Linked DNA regions of Hordeum vulgare: region 2 is linked to region 1. The links are chromatin contacts, called in public Hi-C maps. All regions are on one chromosome and are shown on one strand. The core of a region is the stretch at or near the end of the contact, and the rest is flanking DNA. Distances in the headings are between cores, read along the strand shown.

The links. A called contact is a pair of places that touch in the nucleus more often than the background predicts.
Region 2: a Hi-C map of leaf shows a contact between it and region 1, with 4 times the contacts expected there. The contact joins the promoter of LOC123426264 here to the enhancer-like site in region 1. A contact is called at or near these places in 6 of 6 Hi-C or Micro-C datasets (leaf, seedling and an unstated tissue) and 1 of 1 datasets of contacts at active chromatin or transcription factors (embryo).

Annotation. Positions count from the first base shown.
Region 1 is chr2H:355,352,422-355,358,727 of MorexV3_pseudomolecules_assembly, forward strand. It overlaps LOC123427236, which reads left to right. Exons shown (of 23, transcript XM_045111233.1): 22 at 229-479; 23 at 661-1,057. The coding sequence ends at 720. Among protein-coding and RNA genes, the nearest start is that of LOC123427236, 17 kb to the left of the region's middle. Within about 2 kb of position 2,615, at least 2 of the 3 cell types and tissues checked have open chromatin away from gene starts, as enhancers often do. A contact at or near this core is called in leaf, where this site is marked.
Region 2 is chr2H:355,519,349-355,525,471 of MorexV3_pseudomolecules_assembly, forward strand. It overlaps LOC123426264 (CSC1-like protein ERD4), which reads left to right and starts at 4,577. Exons shown (of 7, transcript XM_045110062.1): 1 at 4,577-5,039; 2 at 6,096-6,123. The coding sequence starts at 4,766.

The DNA.
Region 1 (6,306 bases), core at 1,365-3,864:
AAGAATTCAAGATGTTGATGACTTGACAGTTGACCCGGTAGCAGTTTGGCATCCCATACTTAGTCAAATGACTGCCAAGCTGTGGTCCTGTATATGACCTATGCTTGGATGCTGAATTTTGCGTTTTGTGGCATTCAGTAAATTTAATAGAATTTTGCATTTTGTGGCATTCAGTAAATTTAATCTTATTGTGAATATGTTATTTACATTTTGTCATTTGTATTTCAGGAGCAACGAATGGGGAAAATGATTCTGAAACGGGTCTTCCAGAGTTTGATCCAATCAAGCATCACAACAACTATTGTCCATGGGTTAATGGATATGTTGCCACTGCTTGCACTATGAATACTGGTTCCAGCACAAATAGTGCAGCATTTTGTGGCTGGCAGCTTACAGTAGATGCACTTGAGACTGTCCAGTCTCTTGGTCAAAACCAGTATCAAGCCATGAAGTCTGATTCTGCGGCATCACTATATAAGGTGAGAATTTAGACAAAAACTATATGTCAGGCTTTCATTTCATAGAGATGCTTTTGTAAAAACCAACCTGGTTAGAGTCAAAGGAAAATAGCAAAAAAAAAAGGACCTGGTGCACCCGCTGTACGGTACTGCAAATTTCCTGGTTTAGTGTACTTTACGTTCTTAGCCGCATGTTTTGCAGGATGACCACGCCGCACCTAGCCACAAGCTGCTGAAAAGGCCAAAACACAGCAAGTGCTAACTGAAGCGCCTCTGGTACATGCGTACATTCGCTAAACTTGGATCCAGCTCAAAATTAGTTTGACTGATGCAAATCTGAAGAAATCTAGTTTGCTATCTGCAAGACTAGGCTTGGAGCTCGACATAGCAGAAGAGCTCAGAAGGCGCAAGCAGGCGGCGGAAGAGGAATAAGTTAAGCATTGTAGATTGTAGATGGACTTGTTGCCTAGCTGTTGTTTCTTTTATTGTGTTTATATATTGCTATTCTGGAAGATTTTGTGAGTCTAAAATTCTGAATGTACCGTCTATAAGACTTATGATTTATGCCAATGAACAGCATTTGGCTGAGTTAACCTTAATTTAAATTGTTGTCTGTTGTCATTTACCCCACCTTAATTTGGTATTATCTACTTGCTGGAACATTTTACACACCATACATGATATGAAAAGGGCATGGATAACAAACCGGGGCTTGCTGAAGTCCGGGGAAGCAGGGTACTACTAGGCCGACCGTGCTTTTGGCACTTGTGGTTTCAACTAGCGGCATTTTGGCTATTCTCCCTTTTCCATTGTATGAATGACGCGTGAAATGAGTGAATGCTAAGCAAGCATGGGCCTTGGCCTCTGGTTCATGTTCCACATACAGGACGAAAATGAAAACAATTCATTCATTTGGCGATAGAAAAAAATCTCCGAAATCACCAGTCTAGTCAAGAATTTTTGGGCCCTTTGCAAAGATTATCCAAAAACTCCCCTAAAATCATGAAGAAATTTTGGTGGGTTATTCTCCCATGGACGGGGATGGATGGAACATGTTTTTTTTAGATCCGATTTCAAAACAATTTATCGCTTAAGCTGATCCAATCGAAAAACAATTTGTAACTTGTGCTTCGCGCGTAGTGCACTTTGTGCCTTCCTTTTGTGTACTTCTTCTATATCATAACATTTGTTATTGGAGAAAACTAATCTAGCTTTTTTCAACAAGTATTTAAAAACAGTGAAAGTAATTGACAGTATACTCCACGCGTAGTAACTCTGTGCTCCCTACTATATTGCGTGTGTGCTCATTGCATAGCACACTCCGTGTTTCCTTTCTTAACCTAGTGTTACAATAGGAAAAAGTCTATTTTAAAATCTGAATTTGTAAAGGTTCGACGAAATGAACCTCCTACTCAAAATCCCTGTCGATTGCACCCTAGACTATGCAATCCCGGTCTAAAAAGAACGCTGGGTTTGTTTGACAAACCGGGATTGTTCATTTGACCGGGATTGGCTGCGCTGCGAGGGGCACACGCGGAAATGACTGGGCCAGCCCAGTCAAGTCCATCTCGCTCTCAGACTTCACAATATTTTAAAATGGCACGTACTATCTTTTATATATATATTCATTCTATTTTATATATATATATATTTTATTTTTTGAAAAATGACAGCTTTTTTTATTAACTTTTTCGTTTTTATAAACTTTTTGTGTTCACTTTTTTGTTTTTTATTTTTTTAGACCATGCGGCAACCTTTTTTTAGCAGTTTAACAAAAAAAAAGGACCGATTCCGGTTGACATTTCTCACGTGAGCATTTTTATGTCTCAGGGTTCAATTTAGACCGGAATCATATAGTTCAGGGTGCAAACGACAGGGATTCGGACTTAAGAGTTTGATTCGCCGAACCTCTATGAATTCAGGGTTTAAAATGGACTTTTTCCATTACAATACATGTTGTAGGCCGAAAAGACCAGGAAACTGAAAATCAGGGTAGACCCGTTTCCCCGTGGAAAACTAGAGGAAAATAATAAAAATAAAACATGAAAAGACAAGGAAACCGGAAAACAGGTTCCCCATGCAGCTTGGTCTCAGCATGCGATACGTGTCCGTACGGGTGCTCTCTCCGGCCGGCCGTGTGCGTTCTCGTGCCCTTGAGTTGAGTGCCGCACAGCCACAAGTATCTCAACTCTTGTTTTCTCGAGAATGAAACATTTGCAACATCTAAACAAATCGAACTAATGAATGATTATAATCATGGGAGTACATGTTTAAGAGCATTTGTTGGTAGCTTTAAGGTTGCTTTCATTGTGCCCTCTACGGTGGGCTACAAGAACATGTCCGACAGCGCCATTTTGACAATGACGTGCTATCGCAAACTGGTTGGCGGTAGCAGGAGGGAAAAACAAATTTTATCCAGCGAAGCGAAGCACACAATCTTAAGACACCGAGCTTTCCAGCTATCTGCATAATTGGCAACTGCAGATCTTATTCTGTGGGGATGTTCGCCTTACTTTATGTTTGAACGAACTAGTTGTGCACCAACTTGCATGAGAAAGGAAAGATAATTAGCGTATAACTTTGCTTTGTTCTCAAGGAAGGAGTGCCAAATCCTCCCTGGCATCGTCCACATGGTTCGATTTGGAAAGAAATGAATGACTCCCATTTGGAGAGAAAGGAATGAATAATTTTAGGACATACTCCTTCCACCCTAAATATAAATCTTTTTAAAGGTTTTACTAAAAGACTATATAGATGTATATAAACATACATTAGATTATAGATTCATTCATTTTGTTTCGTATGTAGTTTTTAATGAAATTAAAAAAAAACTATATTTAGAAACGGAGGGACTTCCTATCTTTGAAGTTGTTAGGCCATCTCTAACGATGACCTGTAAATTATCTCTGCATTTTTTTAACGCAATACACACGTAAGTGCTCATGCACTTACCTCTATGAACGCACACCTATCCGTATGAGCACTTTCGAGATAGTGAGCTGACATATCATGTTGAGATTTGCGAATTCATCATAGGCGCCCCGTCGTCGACAGGAACGACTTCTTTCAATGAATGCGCATCGTCGGAAATCTTGAAATAAATCCAGGAATAATGCGAGCACGAGGACTTGAATTCTGATGGACTGGAAATACCGATGTCCCTGTAATCATCACCAGAGGTTGGTTCGTCATTATCTCCTGCATTTGTTCGCGGACAAGGGACCAGTTCATGGAAGCCGGTTATCAAATACTACTCGCATACAATTCAAACACTAGTTTAAACATACTAGACGTGGTTCATGCAAACCGGCTGATTTTCATATAAACCGAAGCATATTCATTACAATTCAGATATTTTTCATTAAAGAAGATGCAGACGGACCTAAATCTATCCTACGGTGGCGCCCAGCGTCCAGTTCTTTTGTATTCCGCCTCGGAGACCACATCCTCTGCTCCTCCCGTGCCTGCTAGAATACCGACATAGGAGCTGGCGCAGGCTGCTCCCCCTCTTCCATGGCAGCGTCGAAGTGCGCATACGCTTGTTGCATGGTCAAGCTGGCATGCACAAGCGCGGGGTCGTCCTCTAAACCCATGGTGGGATCGTCGTCGAAGACCTCGGGTGAGCTAGCCGGAATGTCGTGCTCGATCCGCCAAGCATGACGGGTCTGCCAAGCGGCCGCATGAGAGGCTATCTCATGCTTCTGCTCCAATGACATGATTTCTCACAAAGCGCTAGATCTTGCGGTCATGGTGGATGCGGTGCAATGGAGGGGGATGTGGAACGAATGTGGTGTGTTGTGGAGTTAGCTAGGTGTGACCGCCTTCAAAGAGATATTCCGGTGAGGCCAAGCACCCGGGTGCGTCAATGCGCGCCTGCTTAATGGCAGCATACAGACGGATGAGCTTCGAACGGGCATAGTAAATATCCGTCTCGTCCCATCGCCAGTACACTTCACTTCAGCATTGAACATGCACGAACACCAGGGGCGCATCGTAGGCGACGCTCTTGGTCGGCGTGCCGCATCAATGTCATCACCAGTGAGAGTTGATGCCCGCTCTGATCCAACGTCAATGTAGAGCGGCCGCTCTATAACGGCATGAATGTGGGCAGCTGGTGATAGACACGAACGCGCGCACGTGCGAGGGTGAGAGGTTTGGGTGGGCCGAGTTAGTCATGAGTTCACGTGACAGCGGTCCGGATGTCCGCAAAGCCCCTTCCCATTTCTCTTTGATTTGTGGGGAAAAGCACGTTCGGACCGATGCAGAACTGTGTTCGATGATGAAACACGTGTGGACCGTGTGATCCAAACAGTTTCAGGTTATTTGAGGAACGACTTTGGAGATGCCCTTAGTATCCTTATGGTGGGGAACGAAAAAGGTTGATTCTTAACAACAATGACTTAGCTGATCATTTTATTTTTAAGAATATGTTAGAATTAATGGGCTTGTCTCATGTAAATTTTCAGGAATTTCTAAGTAAACCTCAAAGACCCGTGAATGGATGCAAGAGAGGCGCAAGTCCCACCTCAAGAGCAAAGATGGTGTGAGATGAACTAAATCGCACAGTCTCACTCCAATAATTGATGTGTTAAGAAGAGAAAAGGACACCACATGCACACACTAACCCCGCTTCGGAGGGCACGGGCATGTGACATGCACGTGAATAGTTCGTGCTCATATGGGGTCTTCTATACATATGGTTGACCGGCCGCAACCAAAGATACACCAAAAACTAATAAGTGGTTTGCCTTATCTTGTTATTTGCATCGTCGTTGTGACCTACTCCATCCTGAATGCGGACGAGAGGGGAGAGCAAGTATCATGCACCGGAAAGGACGAATTAGATTTTTAGAAAGCTCTACACACTATTTGTCATATCTGTCACCACGAGTTGTCTTCCGTCCAAGTCGGGTGACATCATGTGCCGTCTTGGATTTGACCATTGATCTATACCTCCATTGTTCCCTTGCGAGCACACACCGGGGCATGTATGGGCCATCAATGTCGGTGCCAAAACTGACAGATCTCGGATAGGGGTACCGAGCTAGTGATCTAGGAACAATGGTGAACATGAGACAAAGGGGATAATGTTTCACCGACGTTCGTGCCCTCTCGAAGAGGTAAAACCCTATATCTTGCTTTGATTGTATTGATTGGATGGGGTATAAAGTACATGATGATCTACCTCGAGATCGGATGATTGTGTTCTAAATCCTAAGGATGATATTCATGCCTCTTAAGACTAAACCCCATAGCTTATATGTTCCGGTGATACCTAGGTTACATGTACGGTCCGTTTTCATTTTGGGATAAACTTACCGACTATTAAAACACTCCTCGAGATGCACGCCAAGTCTTCGGAAGTATCCATCTTGCTCACGCCGAGGGTCGTAACTTTTGTAGTCTTTCCTTCAATGGTCGGCGGTCACCAGCCTGGCCCATGGATGACACAACGTCAGGGTTGACACCCCTTAGCCCATGACATCGTAATCATGGTTGTAAATTTGTCTTTGATAGACTTTATTTTGTTTGACAGCATAGAAACTTCAACCAGGACGTGGAGTTTCTCATGGATGAACAGTAAAATCAAAACTTATTAAAAAAAGTTCAAACAATTATATTTTTTGTGACAAACATTGACAAAAGTTCTAATATCTTGCAAAATTTCATTAGAAAATCACATTTGTGTGAGGCGTGGCAACAAAAAACAAAATCGATACTCTAAAAATGTTACTTTCAAAAGCATTCTCGAGTACCAATTTTGTTTTTTTTGCCACGACTTCCACTAATGTGATTTCATAATAAAATTTTGCATGCAGTTAGAACTTTTGCCAATGTTTTTCACCAT
Region 2 (6,123 bases), core at 3,327-5,826, 170 kb after region 1:
AAGCACCGGCACGATCTTCTTGTCACCGGCGTCACACCATGATCTCCATCATCATGATCTCCATCAACGTGTCGCCATCGGGGTTGTCGTGCTACTCATGCTATTACTACTAAAGCTACGTCCTAGCAATATAGTAAACGCATCTGCAAGCACAAACGTTAGTTTAAAGACAATCCTATGGCTCCTGCCGGTTGCCGTACCATCGACGTGCAAGTCGATATTAACTATTACAACATGATCATCTCATACATCCAATATATCACATCACATCGTTGGCCATATCACATCACAAGCATACCGTGCAAAAACAAGTTAGACGTCCTCTAATTGTTGTTGCATGTTTTACGTGGTGACCATGGGTATCTAGTAGGATCGCATCTTACTTACGCAAACACCACAACGGAGATATATGAATTGCTATTTAACCTTATACAAGGACCTCCTCGGTCAAATCCGATTCAACTAAAGTTGGAGAAACCGACACTTGCCAGTCATCTTTGAGCAACGGGTTACTCGTAGCGATGAAACCAGTCTCTCGTAAGCGTACGAGTAATGTCGGTCCAAGCCGCTTCAATCCAACAATACCGCGGAATCAAGAACAGACTAAGGAGGGCAGCAAAACGCACATCACCGCCCACAAAAACTTTTGTGTTCTACTCGAGAATACATCTACGCATGAACCTAGCTCATGATGCCACTGTTGGAGAACGTCGCATGGGAAACAAAAAATTTCCTACGCGCACGAAGACCTATCATGGTGATGTCCATCTACGAGAGGGGATTTCCGATCTACGTACCCTTGTAGACCGCACATCAAAAGCGTTAAGAAACGCGGTTGATGTAGTGGAACGTCCTCACGTCCCTCGATCCGCCCCGCGAACCGTCCTGAGAACCGTCCCGCGATCCGTCCCACGATCCGCTCTGATCTAGTGCCGAACGGACGGCAGCTCCGCGTTCAGCACACGTACAGCTCGACGATGATCTCGGCCTTCTTGATCCAGCAAGAGAGACGGAGAGGTAGATGAGTTCTCCGGCAGCGTGACGGCGCTCCGGAGGTTGGTGGTGATCTAATCTCAGCAGGGCTCCGCCCGAGCTCCGCAGAAACGCGATCTAGAGGTAAAACCGTGGAGATATGTGGTCGGGCTGCCGTGGCAAAGTTCTCTCAAATCAGCCCTAAAACCTCCGTATATATAGGTGGGAGAGGGGGGCCTTGCCTTGGGGCTCAAGGAGCCCCAAGGGGGTCGGCCGAGCCAAGGGGGGGAGTCCTCCCCTCCAAACCGAATCCAACTAGGTTTGGAAGGTGGAGTCCTTCCCCTTTTTCCCACCTCCCCTTTTTTCTCTTTGATTTTCTTCCTATGGCGCATAGGGCCTTCTTGGACTGTCCCACCAGCCCACTAAGGGCTGGTGCGCCACCCCCAAGGCCTATGGGCTTCCCCGGGGTGGGTTGCCCCCCGGTGAACACCCGGAACCCATTTGTCATTCCCGGTACATTCCCGGTAACTCCGAAAACCTTCCGGCAATCAAATGAGGTCGTCCTATATATCAATATTTGTTTCCGGACCATTCCGGAAACCCTCGTGACGTCCGTGATCTCATCCGGGAATCCGAACAACATTCGGTACCCAACCATATAACTCAAATACGCATAAAACAACGTCAAACCTTAAGTGTGCAGACCCTGCGGGTTCGAGAACTATGTAGACATGACCTGAGTGACTCCTCGGTCAATATCCAATAGCGGGACCTGGATGCCCATATTGGATCCTACATATTCTACGAAGATCTTATCGTTTGAACCTCAGTGCGAAGGATTCATATAATCCCATATGGCATTCCCTTTGTCCTTCGGTATGTTACTTGCCCGAGATTCGATCATCAGTATCCGCATACCTATTTCAATCTCGTTTACCGGCAAGTCTCTTTACTCGTTCCGTAATACAAGATCCCGCAACTTACACTAAGTCACATTGCTTGCACGGCTTGTATGTGATGTTGTATTACCGAATGGGCCTCGAGATACCTCTCCGTCATACGGAGTGACAAATCCCAGTCTTGATCCATACTAACTCAACGAACACCTTCAGAGATACCTGTAGAGCATCTTTATAGTCACCCAGTTACGTTGCAACGTTTGATACACATAAAGCATTCCTCCGGTGTCAGTGAGTTATATGATCTCATGGTCATAGGAACAAATACTTGACACGCAGAAAACAGTAGCAACAAAATGACACGATCAACATGCTACGTCTATTAGTTTGGGTCTAGTCCATCACATGATTCTCCCAATGATTTGATCCCGTTATCAAGTAACAACACTTGCCTATGGCCAGGAAACCTTGACCATCTTTGATCAACGAGCTAGTCAACTAGAGGCTTACTAGGGACAGTGTTTTGTCTATGTATCCACACAAGTATTGTGTTTCCAATCAATACAATTATAGCATGGATAATAAACGATTATCATGAACAAAGAAATATAATAATAACTAATTATTATTGCCTCTAGGGCATATTTCCAACACATATGTTCATGAATATTAGAAGGATTTCCAAGAAACGAAAGTACCTGGTAATTTAATTGACGTGCGTGTGCTCCAGTAACTGGTCTAGTATGTATAGCAGCAGGGGCTATGGGTGTAACAATGGTATTGATGTCCTCATCAATGAGTCTTACCGGTTTGGTCAATAGACAATCAATCTAAAGAAATCCTCGGCATGATATATTTGTTTTTGTTTTTTAGGGAATACTTTTTCATAAATTGATCCACACAAGACAATTATAAGACCGTTAGAGTAACTCCAACATAGCGGCCCAAATTGTTCTCTCGCGTCCGTTTGGGTCAACGCGGCCGAAAGTGAAGGCCCAATGCGTCGACCTAAAGTCAAAACACGTCCGCGAGGACCCATTTCAGGCCCAAAAATACGCTGAAATGCGTCGGCGCGGATGCGGCGCGCGCCTTCTCATGTCCGCGCTCGTCCACACATGGCACCCGGTCAAAGTTGGCGTCGTCTTTATTAACGACGACCGCCTACCGCAGGCCCACGCATTAGCGACCCAAAATCGTCCTTTTTAATCCAAGCGTGCCGGGGGGGGTCATCCTGTTTTTAAAGTCGCCCCATCCCCATCTAGCCACCTGTGCTCACCCGTCGGCGGCAAACCCTAGCCACCACCATCACGAGGTTCTTCTCCATGAAATACAAGGGCAAGTCCCCCGCCGTCCTTGTCCGCGCGCCGGAGTCTTACCTTTCGCCTCGCCAGCGGGTCAACGTGCTAGTGCATCAGCCGAGGTGGCACTGGGAGAACCGTGTCCCTCTCGCCTACGCCAATATCACGCTGCCGCACGACTCGCACTTGGGTCCGGAGAGGATCCCAGTGCGAGCGGTGCCGCGGTCGGTGCAGACGCATGCGAAGGAGGTGAGGCGCCGACGGGAGCAGCTGACACCAGAACAGCAGCGCAACCCGTCTACGCTGCAGACTCCCCGACTGGCATGCGTGTTTCGCGTGGAAGCACGAGGAGCAGCGCCGACATGGCATCCGTGACGTGGTGGCTGGACCGCCGCCGCCCCTCATCGTGCGTGAAGAAGACCAGGAGGCGGAGGCGGCTTACCAAAACGCGTTGGCGACCGTCCTGCGTGTGAGCGAGGAGGAGGCGCACCTCAAGAAGGAGGAGGAGGCCTACGAGAAGCAGCTGGCAGAGGGCATTGCGCTCTCCGCTGCCAACGACATAGTCCTGCCGCCGTTGGCCCCGCCGTCCCTCGCCGCCGGCCTTGCCATCCCCCGTCTCAGGCTGGAGGTGTACGCCTGGGACGGGGTGGTGCGCGAGTAGGTCAGCGCGCCACCGATTTGGTTGGGTGCGACGTCGGAGCAGGAGGTGGCCCACCTGGAGCACTGACGACAGCGGCGGGTTTGGGAAGAAGGCGCACATGCCCGGCGGATTGAGCTCATGGATCGCGAGGCCGAAGCAGAGAGGAGGAGTGACATGCTGCCCACCAAGCGTCGGTGCAACCACCGGCGGACGATGTCGTCGCCGCGTGGGAGACGACCTTCCGTGGGGTGGCCCGGCGCCGACGCTCATCGACCTCACCGACCCCGAAGACGAGGAGGAGGAGGGCACTTAAGGCAACACGTCTCCTTGTTTTTAGTTTATTTAATTATGTTTATTGTGATGTGGATTATCACCGTCCTCGCATGCTGACATTTATGTTTAATTAATGATTTTTATATTTTTTGAAATGTTTGATTCGCGTCGCCTAAAAATGATCGCTGACCACATTAAACGCAAACATCGATTCAATCAAAAAACGGACACGAATGTTCGTGAGACCGATCCAAACAAACAAAATACAAACAAAAGCGTCGTTCGTTTGAATCAACGTGTTGAAATTGTTTTTACACACGCATCATGGAGGCGAGGAAGGTGAATCCATGAAAGGGGGCAAAAAGGAAGGGATTCGAATAATTGGAAAGGAGAAGGTGGAAGAGAGAGAGACACGGAGGCAAGGGGCATTTCAGACATTTTGCTGATCTCCATGGTCCCATCCCCTTCCTCTTCTCCCTCCTGCCCCTTTCCTTTGTTCGGCAACCTCCACAACTCATAAACTCCCCACCACGCCAGCCATTCCACAGCACAGCAAAGCATCCAATGCTTACCCTTCCCACCCATTTACTACCCTAATGCCCTCCGCTAATCACTCCCTCCACTACCAAACCCCATCATAATCCCCCCGGAGGAGGAGCGGGGCTGCTGCGGCGGCGGGCGTGATGGACATCTCGTCGTTCCTGACGTCGCTTCTCACGTCCTTCGTCATCTTCGTCGTGCTGGTGCTGTTGTTCACGTGGCTCTCGCGCCGCCCGGGGAACGCGCCGGTGTACTACCCGAGCGTGCTGCTGCGGGGGCTCGACCCGTGGGAGGGGCGCGGGCGGGGCACGCGCAGCCCCGTCGGCTGGATCCGCCAAGCGTTCGCGGCGTCCGAGCCCGACGTCGTCGCCGCCGGCGGACTCGACGCCGCCGTCTACCTCGTCTTCCTCTCCTCCGGTACGGCCAAGCCAACCACGCTCTCCACTTCGTTTGTTTGCCCATGCCTTTGGTTGAGTTGGTTGTTTGGTTCCCAGATTGATTTGGTTGAGTACTTGTCTGTGCGTTTCCGTATTTTTTTTCGCTTCCACAAAAAATAATATTTCGTGCACAAAATATAAAATTAAGTCGTGCTACTGTGCTACGGAGTATGCTTTCCCTAATGAATCTGCTATATTCACGGAAATTGTTTTTTGAGACCGAGCTCCATAGAGGCCTTTAAATTCAAAGTTTAAATTTCGTGAAAATTCGTATTTTAACATTTCAAAATATTCTGAAAAAAATACATAGGTAGATGAAGGTACAATACATAAATGTATAAATCTTCAGAACTAAATACGTTGAAATGAAGGCTATGCGAAAAAGATAAATCTGAACCTTTTTAACACATACTATTCATCTTTCGAGACCATGAATTTGTCTTTTATGTACTGGTCGCGTCTCAAAGTATTTTGGCCTGAAATTTTACACACACGCGGATCACACACCTGTTTAGTTGTACAATTGTTTTCAGATTTTTTAAAATCAAAATTTTCGAATTTTGTTTTTTTCAAAAATTTCGGCCTCCATGGCTCCTGGGTGCCATAACGCCATTCTCAGTACTATACGAACATCTAGTATTTTCTAAAAATGTGTACCAACATGAAGATACGGCCGATTGTGTCAACTGCCAGAATGGCAATAACAAATCCTAATTGTTGCTATCAGTTTACTTTATATTATATATAAAATACTGCAAAGCAAAAGGTGTAGGACAAGCAAGAGCCATGCGTGTGCTTTGTTAAGAGGAGTTATCACCACCCGTCCCGAAGGCCGGGCCCAAGCGAGATAAAACTATCATGCATGGAGGGTTGCTCGAAGTATGAAATTTAGCATGTTATAAACTGCTTAGTCTGTAGTGCAAAGAGTTAATGCTAGGATGCGTTTTGGGTCAGATATAGGTAGGTAGATATATCATTCAGAGTGCTTGCTTGAATATAAAAATCTTATCAGAATTTTTGTTCTCTCGTGTTCCAGTGTTGGCAATCCTTGTGTTTTCCGCGAT